Regions from separate parts of the Sus scrofa genome. Here region 2 is linked to region 1. A link is a contact called in public HiChIP or PLAC-seq data. All regions are on one chromosome and are shown on one strand. The core of a region is the stretch at or near the end of the contact, and the rest is flanking DNA. Distances in the headings are between cores, read along the strand shown.

Region 1 (3,015 bases), core at 362-2,861:
TTATTATCAAGTGGTTGCTCTTTTCTTAGTTATTAGAAGTTTTTTTAAATAAATTTCATTGGAATATAGTTGACTCAGAAAGTTGTGTAAGTTTCAGGTGTAGAGCAGAGTAAATCAGTTATACATGTACATATATCTGCTATTTTTAAGATTCTTTTCCCATATATCTTATTACACAGTATTAAGTAATTTACCATATGCTATACAGTAGGTCATTGTTACCTATCTATTTTGTACATATTAGTGTGTATATGTCAATCTCACCCCCCTAATTTATTTCTCCCACCCTGCGTTTCCCCTTTGGTAACCATAAATTTGGTTTCAATCTTTGTTTCTATTTGTAAGTTCTTTTGTATTATTTTTTATTAGATTCCACATAGTAGTAATGTGACTTGATATTGGTCTTTCTCTGTCTGTCTTACTTGGAGGGAAATTTTTAAAGAAAGAAATGCAAAGCACAATACCACATTTAGCCAAGGGTTAGGGAGTAAACCATATATTACATATTGTAAGTAGCCTTGCTTACTTTCATCTTCTCTCTGTCCTCTATTAACCACCCATTTCAGAATAAAATGTGACTCTTTGAGACAGAATGGAAAACATATCCAGCGTTTAATACAGGATGACTAGGTATCCTGGATAAATAAGAACTCTAGACAGCCAAGACTTCAAATTCCTAACCTTCCTGGGAGTTAAACCACTTTGGCAGAAAGGGAGAAGGATTAAGCAGCTGACCCACCATCTTCCATTATTTTTTGGACTATTTTCTTGATTCTGGGTGCTTCTGGATCCAGGCAGATTTTCTTGTCATTCTTCAGCGTGGCTCTGCAAGAGAGAATAGAATTATCTGTGAGCAACCTGGCCCCCAGCAGAAGGAATCCTGTGGTGTCGGGGCAGCGGGATAGAGGTGGAAAGCTTCCTCAGTGAGGCAATACTTCAGAAACAAAGACTTACATCACTTCGACTTTGGCACAGTGAGCTCCTGCCCTGATCACCTCCAAACTTTGGATGTTACTGGGATGAATGCCAGAGACGGTATTCAAGCAGAGGCAGCGAAGTTCAACGTGCGCCATTCTTCCCTCAATTTTAGCTAGGGTACAAGAGATCATTCTATTAGATGATTCTCAGGGCTCCCATCTGTTGATAGGTACCTCTCTCCAAAGGCCATCATGAATGTGATCTGGAAAGCACCCTAGCAGAATTCCTGGCACATATGAGGTGCCCACTGAATGCAGCTCCTATTCATGTAATGGCCTTCTCCAGTCTGGGGTGCACCAGGAAGACCCTCCCCCCACACCTAGCTGCAGCAGAAGCAGCCTCAGCTGCATGGAAGCAGAGACTCCACCTGCAGCCTTCCCCAAGCTTCTCTTACCTGCTCCCATGGTGGCGGGAACCAGCGTGGTCAGGAGCAGTGACAATGGCAGCAATACCTGGAGGACAGGAAATGGGCTGGAAGTGGTACAGGAGGAGATGGCGCCAAGTCTGAGGCTCATGGTGGAAAGACTGAGCCAGAGTTGTTCTCAGAGCCAGCGAGGAAGGTAAGTAAATTGCTGCCTGGATGTCTGCAGCCAAGTGGCTTTTCACGGTCTCCTGATATCTCTTGTACACACTCCCTCGAGGCCAGTAAGGAGAAAAAGGATAGGGATGGGGGAAGTGAGGGTGTGTGGTAATTTAATATGTGTAAGAGTGGTCACGTTGTGCCCAACCCAGATAAATGCCAGGCAAGTCCAATTCCTGCTAAGTTTCATTTTAAGCATCACAGCACACTTCCACTCTTCCTTTCTCAATACCCATCTCCTTTACACATATTTAACACTCCACTTAGGCAAGAACTCGACTGAAATATTACATATATTTTCTTTGTATAATTATGTAATATGCCCTGCCTTTCCTATAATGCAATGTATAGGCCTAATAGATGCTTTCTGTGTATCTGAAGTGTAAGTATAGGGTCCTTGGAAAAGAGAGTTATCATCCCTTTCCAGTGGCCAAGGGAAAGCAGATGTTCCTATCCTGGAAATTATTATTACTCTTTTTTTTTGCTCCTTAAGGCCACAGCTGGGGCATATGGAGGTTCCCAGGCTAGGGGTTGAATCAGAGCTGCAGCTGCTGGCCTATGCCACAGCAATGCTGGATCTGAGCTGCATCAGTGACCTACACCACAGCTCACGGCAATGCTGAATCCTTAACCCACTGAGTGAGGCTAGGGATCGAACCTGCAACCTCATAGTTTCTAGTCAGATTTGTTTCTGCTGCGCCACAATGGGAACTCCCCCATCCTTGTTATTGACAAGTATTAGGATTCATTTGGGGTACGTGGAAAAACATTGGAGTCAATTACCATCAAAACCTCACTTTGCATATTCATTTATGGGCTTCTGTCTTCCAAATGCATTATCTTTGTAATTTTATCCAGAAACTAGAAGCAAATTCATCCTCGTTTGTGTTATAAAATAAATTATGTGTTTCTACCATCTGGGTATGCCCTGGAGAAAACCATCCAGCATCTTTATTTTTCCTTTTATTACTAACGTGGTAGCGGAATGTATACTTTGTAAATGATTCATAACCTGCAGATGTATATATGGGATAAAGCAAGTTCCTCCTCCTCATTACTCCACACTCCTCCTCCCAGATGGTAACCACTGGTAACAATGTGGCATTAGTTTCCTATACAAGCTGCATTTATATATGCACATATATGCCTACATAGAGCCACACGCATAATACATAGAGATACACATATATAGAAAGAGATAGACACAGACTTTTTTTTTTTTCCTTAATGAATGCACCCACAGTATATGGAAATTCCCAAGCCAGGGATCGAATCTGAGCCGCAGCTGCCACTTACATATACCACTGCTCCAGGCCAGGGATCGAACCCACACTGCCAAAGAAACCACACAGGTTTATAACCTGCTGCACCACAGCAGGAATTCCAGACATAGACCTTTTTTTATGTAAGTGAGATTATTATATAGCTTTTGGTCCTTCAAATAGAGGTCTTTTAGG
Region 2 (3,015 bases), core at 170-2,669, 33 kb before region 1:
AGTGATGTCTGAATCGAGTGTGGCACCCAAGTGGCTACTGCCTGTAACCTGCTATGCTCTGTGGCAGAGACCTCTAGGCTCCCAAGTACTCTTATTTAGGAATGGGGTGGCATCTGTAGCCTCCTGCACTACTGGCTATTATTGGCTACAAATGGCTAGAACGTTTACTCTCTGCCTGTCACATTGGGTTTCACTTAAAGACACAGAGCGGACCCATGCAGTAACTACTATTGTTTTCCTTGTTTTACTAAGTCTTAGATAAACCAAACCATTGGCACACAGCTAATAGGTGGGGATGCACATTTGTACCCAGTACCTACTCACTGCAAAGTCCTTGCTTTTCATCACTGAACTTGAGGGTCGATGTTGCAGAAAACCAGTTCTGCTTTTAATGTATGTGTTCCAGAAAGAACTGGGGTGGGGAGAATGCCTATTTTTGTTGTTGTTTTTGTTGTTTGTTAAAATAGAAAGCTTTTTAGCATGACTGTCCAACACTAGTGAATATTTTCATGAAAGCAGCTTAATCCACATTTATTTGAATGGGGATAGAGTCAGGAGCCAGGGGGGGAGGCACTGGAAATATCCTTCTGACACCAGAGCAGATTAATGACCTTAATAGCAAATTGAATGGTGAAATAATCATGATTTTCAGTCCTGCACCTAAATCGTGGGTTTCTCTGGTATAATTTGCAGGAGACAGAATGACTCTACTCACACGAGTGAATAAAAACTATAACTCACTTGTTTAGCATCTTCTCGATGATTTTCTTCACCATGGGGGCTGCGGGGTTGAGACAAACTTCCTGACCATTCTTGAGAGTGGCTCTGCAGAGAGCAGGGAGAATCCATGTGAGGCAGGAGGTCGGGCTGGGGGTCAGGGTGGGGCTTTGGGACGCTGGGGGTGACGAGGACAGCGGCGGGCAGGGAAACTTACATGACTTCCGTTTGGTCACAGTGGGGTCCCGGGGATGTCACCTTCAGGTTCTGGATGTTCTTGAGGTGAATTCCTTGCACGGTCTGCAGGCACTGGCAGCGCAGTTCGCCGCCCACGGGGGCCCCTGCTGGAACAACAGACTTGGTTATTGGGGTGTTCCCCGATGAGCACCCCCCCCCCGCCCCCGGGTCCGGCCTGGGGATGCCAGGCGCCGAGTCTCACCTGCTGTGCGCCGGCCGGCAGCCACTAGGAGCAGGAGCAGCAGCGCAGCGCGGAGGAAGCGCGGGGCGCAGGGGGAGGCGGCGATCGCGGCGCTGGCCATGGGGCTTAGCTCGGAGGGTGGGTGTCTGCGGCGGGAGGGCTGGAGAGAGTGCTGGTGGAGCGGGTTCTGTGGCTCTCTGAGCGGAGCGAACCCCTTTTATCCTGATGGGACTGGAGCTAGCAGCCCCGGGCCAGGGAAATTCCCTGATGCGCGGGTCGTTCCTGGGTCCGGAAGGAAGGCGCCGCCCCGCCCGCCTCCCGCGTAATCTGCTAATCCGCGCACTCACGGTGTCATCTTTGTGCTCAAATCCCACAGCGGGAGTGAGTCGCCGGCACGCGGGGGCTACATCCTGCGCGGGGAAGGGGACCTTGGGCGCTTGGCCACCTCTGGCCACCGGACGGGGAGAGGAAATCGCTCCTTGAGACCCCGCACAGGGATGGCAAGACAGTTTTAGAAGGAAAGACTTCTGTTCTTAGTTATCAAACCGGAAGAAATTAAGGAGGAGTAAACGAGTATATGTGATTATTTTATCATGTAAATATAACACACACACACATACAGATACAATATCTATATATCTGTTTCCATTTTGCCTATTTCATACATGTGGACGGAATATTCTGTCAAAAATACAGCTGACATCTCGATTCTCGAGAAGAATGTTCAGCTCGTTCCTCATGTTGTATATTCTCAAATCACGCCTGGAGTATTCTGGTTATGTTTTCCATTCCGTGGGAACTGGCATCGTGTCAAAAGTTGAAGTCAGGGTTCATTTCTGTGAAAGTTGAGGGCTGTACCATGCCATGTCTTTTGTGTCCTGTGAACTTCTTTCTTCCCTCTTCCAAAATTCCTTGCAGATCTCCTTTTCCATGTATGAAATTCCAGAGCTGATCTACAAATGGGAGACTGGTGGTCACTCTGGAACCTGCGGGCAGGCTAGCCCGGTCACCTGTTCTGGTTCTGTCCTTGGACAGAATAGCATGTGGACACTTGAAGGGGTGTAGCTGCTGCATAGCGCCCTTACTCCAGATGTGTGAAGATGAAGCAGGAAACTCAAAAGCCTGTTTCATTCACTGAAGGGGACCCCTCCGTATAGATCGGTCCTCCTTTTTCTGGAAACTTTTTTTCTGACCAGGAATTTCAGTCTTTTAACCTGATGCCTTTACTTTTTTTTTCACCAGAAGTTTTAGAGAACATGCCTTGACTCAGCATTAAGTGTAGAGGGCTTAAGTGTAATTCTCCAGGTGGGAGTCAGACCTCTTGGAGATGGGGAAAATGATGGGAGTTGGGAGAGGAGAAAGAAATGGCCTCTGGCCCAGAGATGGGTGTCTCTGGACAGGGCTCTGGGCAGCCCAGCTCCGTGGTACGGAAGCTGTGTGCCATTCCACCATTCAGGCCACCTGGCATAGAGCAGAGCTTCGTGCATTTAGTTGCCAGTTGCCGCCTATCACCAGCAAGTTGTAAAGGGTTCTCTGCCTCCTCACAGATGGTTATGAGAAATGACTCAACTTGTGTGAGAGTCAGTAGAGATTAAATGCTGTGTAGATGTTTGTAGAATAGACAAAATAGAAATAGCTTTTTCCAACATTGCCTAAACAGAAACTCTACCTGTTGTGACTCTTCCTATAAAGAAACAAACAAAAAGGTAACGGGAAGATTCACTCCCCAATTTTTCTTTGCACATTTAAAAATTTCTGGGTCAGACTTTCTGAAAGGAAGGCACTGCTCCACTCTACTAGGAGACACATGTATCTGGGATTTGGGTGGTGGTGTGGTTTTGTTTGTTTTTACTTTTGAGATCTATCATTGATTTACTTTG

The links. HiChIP or PLAC-seq counts read pairs in DNA pulled down with a chosen protein or histone mark.
Region 2: an H3K27ac HiChIP or PLAC-seq map of alveolar macrophages shows a contact between it and region 1. The contact joins the promoter of LOC100525396 here to the promoter of PPBP in region 1. A contact is called at or near these places in 1 of 47 Hi-C or Micro-C datasets (epiblast stem cells) and 1 of 2 datasets of contacts at active chromatin or transcription factors (alveolar macrophages).

Annotation. Positions count from the first base shown.
Region 1 is chr8:70,020,064-70,023,078 of Sscrofa11.1, reverse strand. PPBP (pro-platelet basic protein) reads right to left here and starts at 1,611. Exons shown (of 3, transcript NM_213862.2): 1 at 1,373-1,611; 2 at 955-1,090; 3 at 589-825. The coding sequence starts at 1,493. The coding sequence ends at 723.
Region 2 is chr8:70,053,200-70,056,214 of Sscrofa11.1, reverse strand. It overlaps LOC100525396 (growth-regulated protein homolog gamma-like), which reads right to left and starts at 1,419. Exons shown (of 4, transcript XM_003126166.6): 1 at 1,157-1,419; 2 at 935-1,061; 3 at 742-825. The coding sequence starts at 1,256.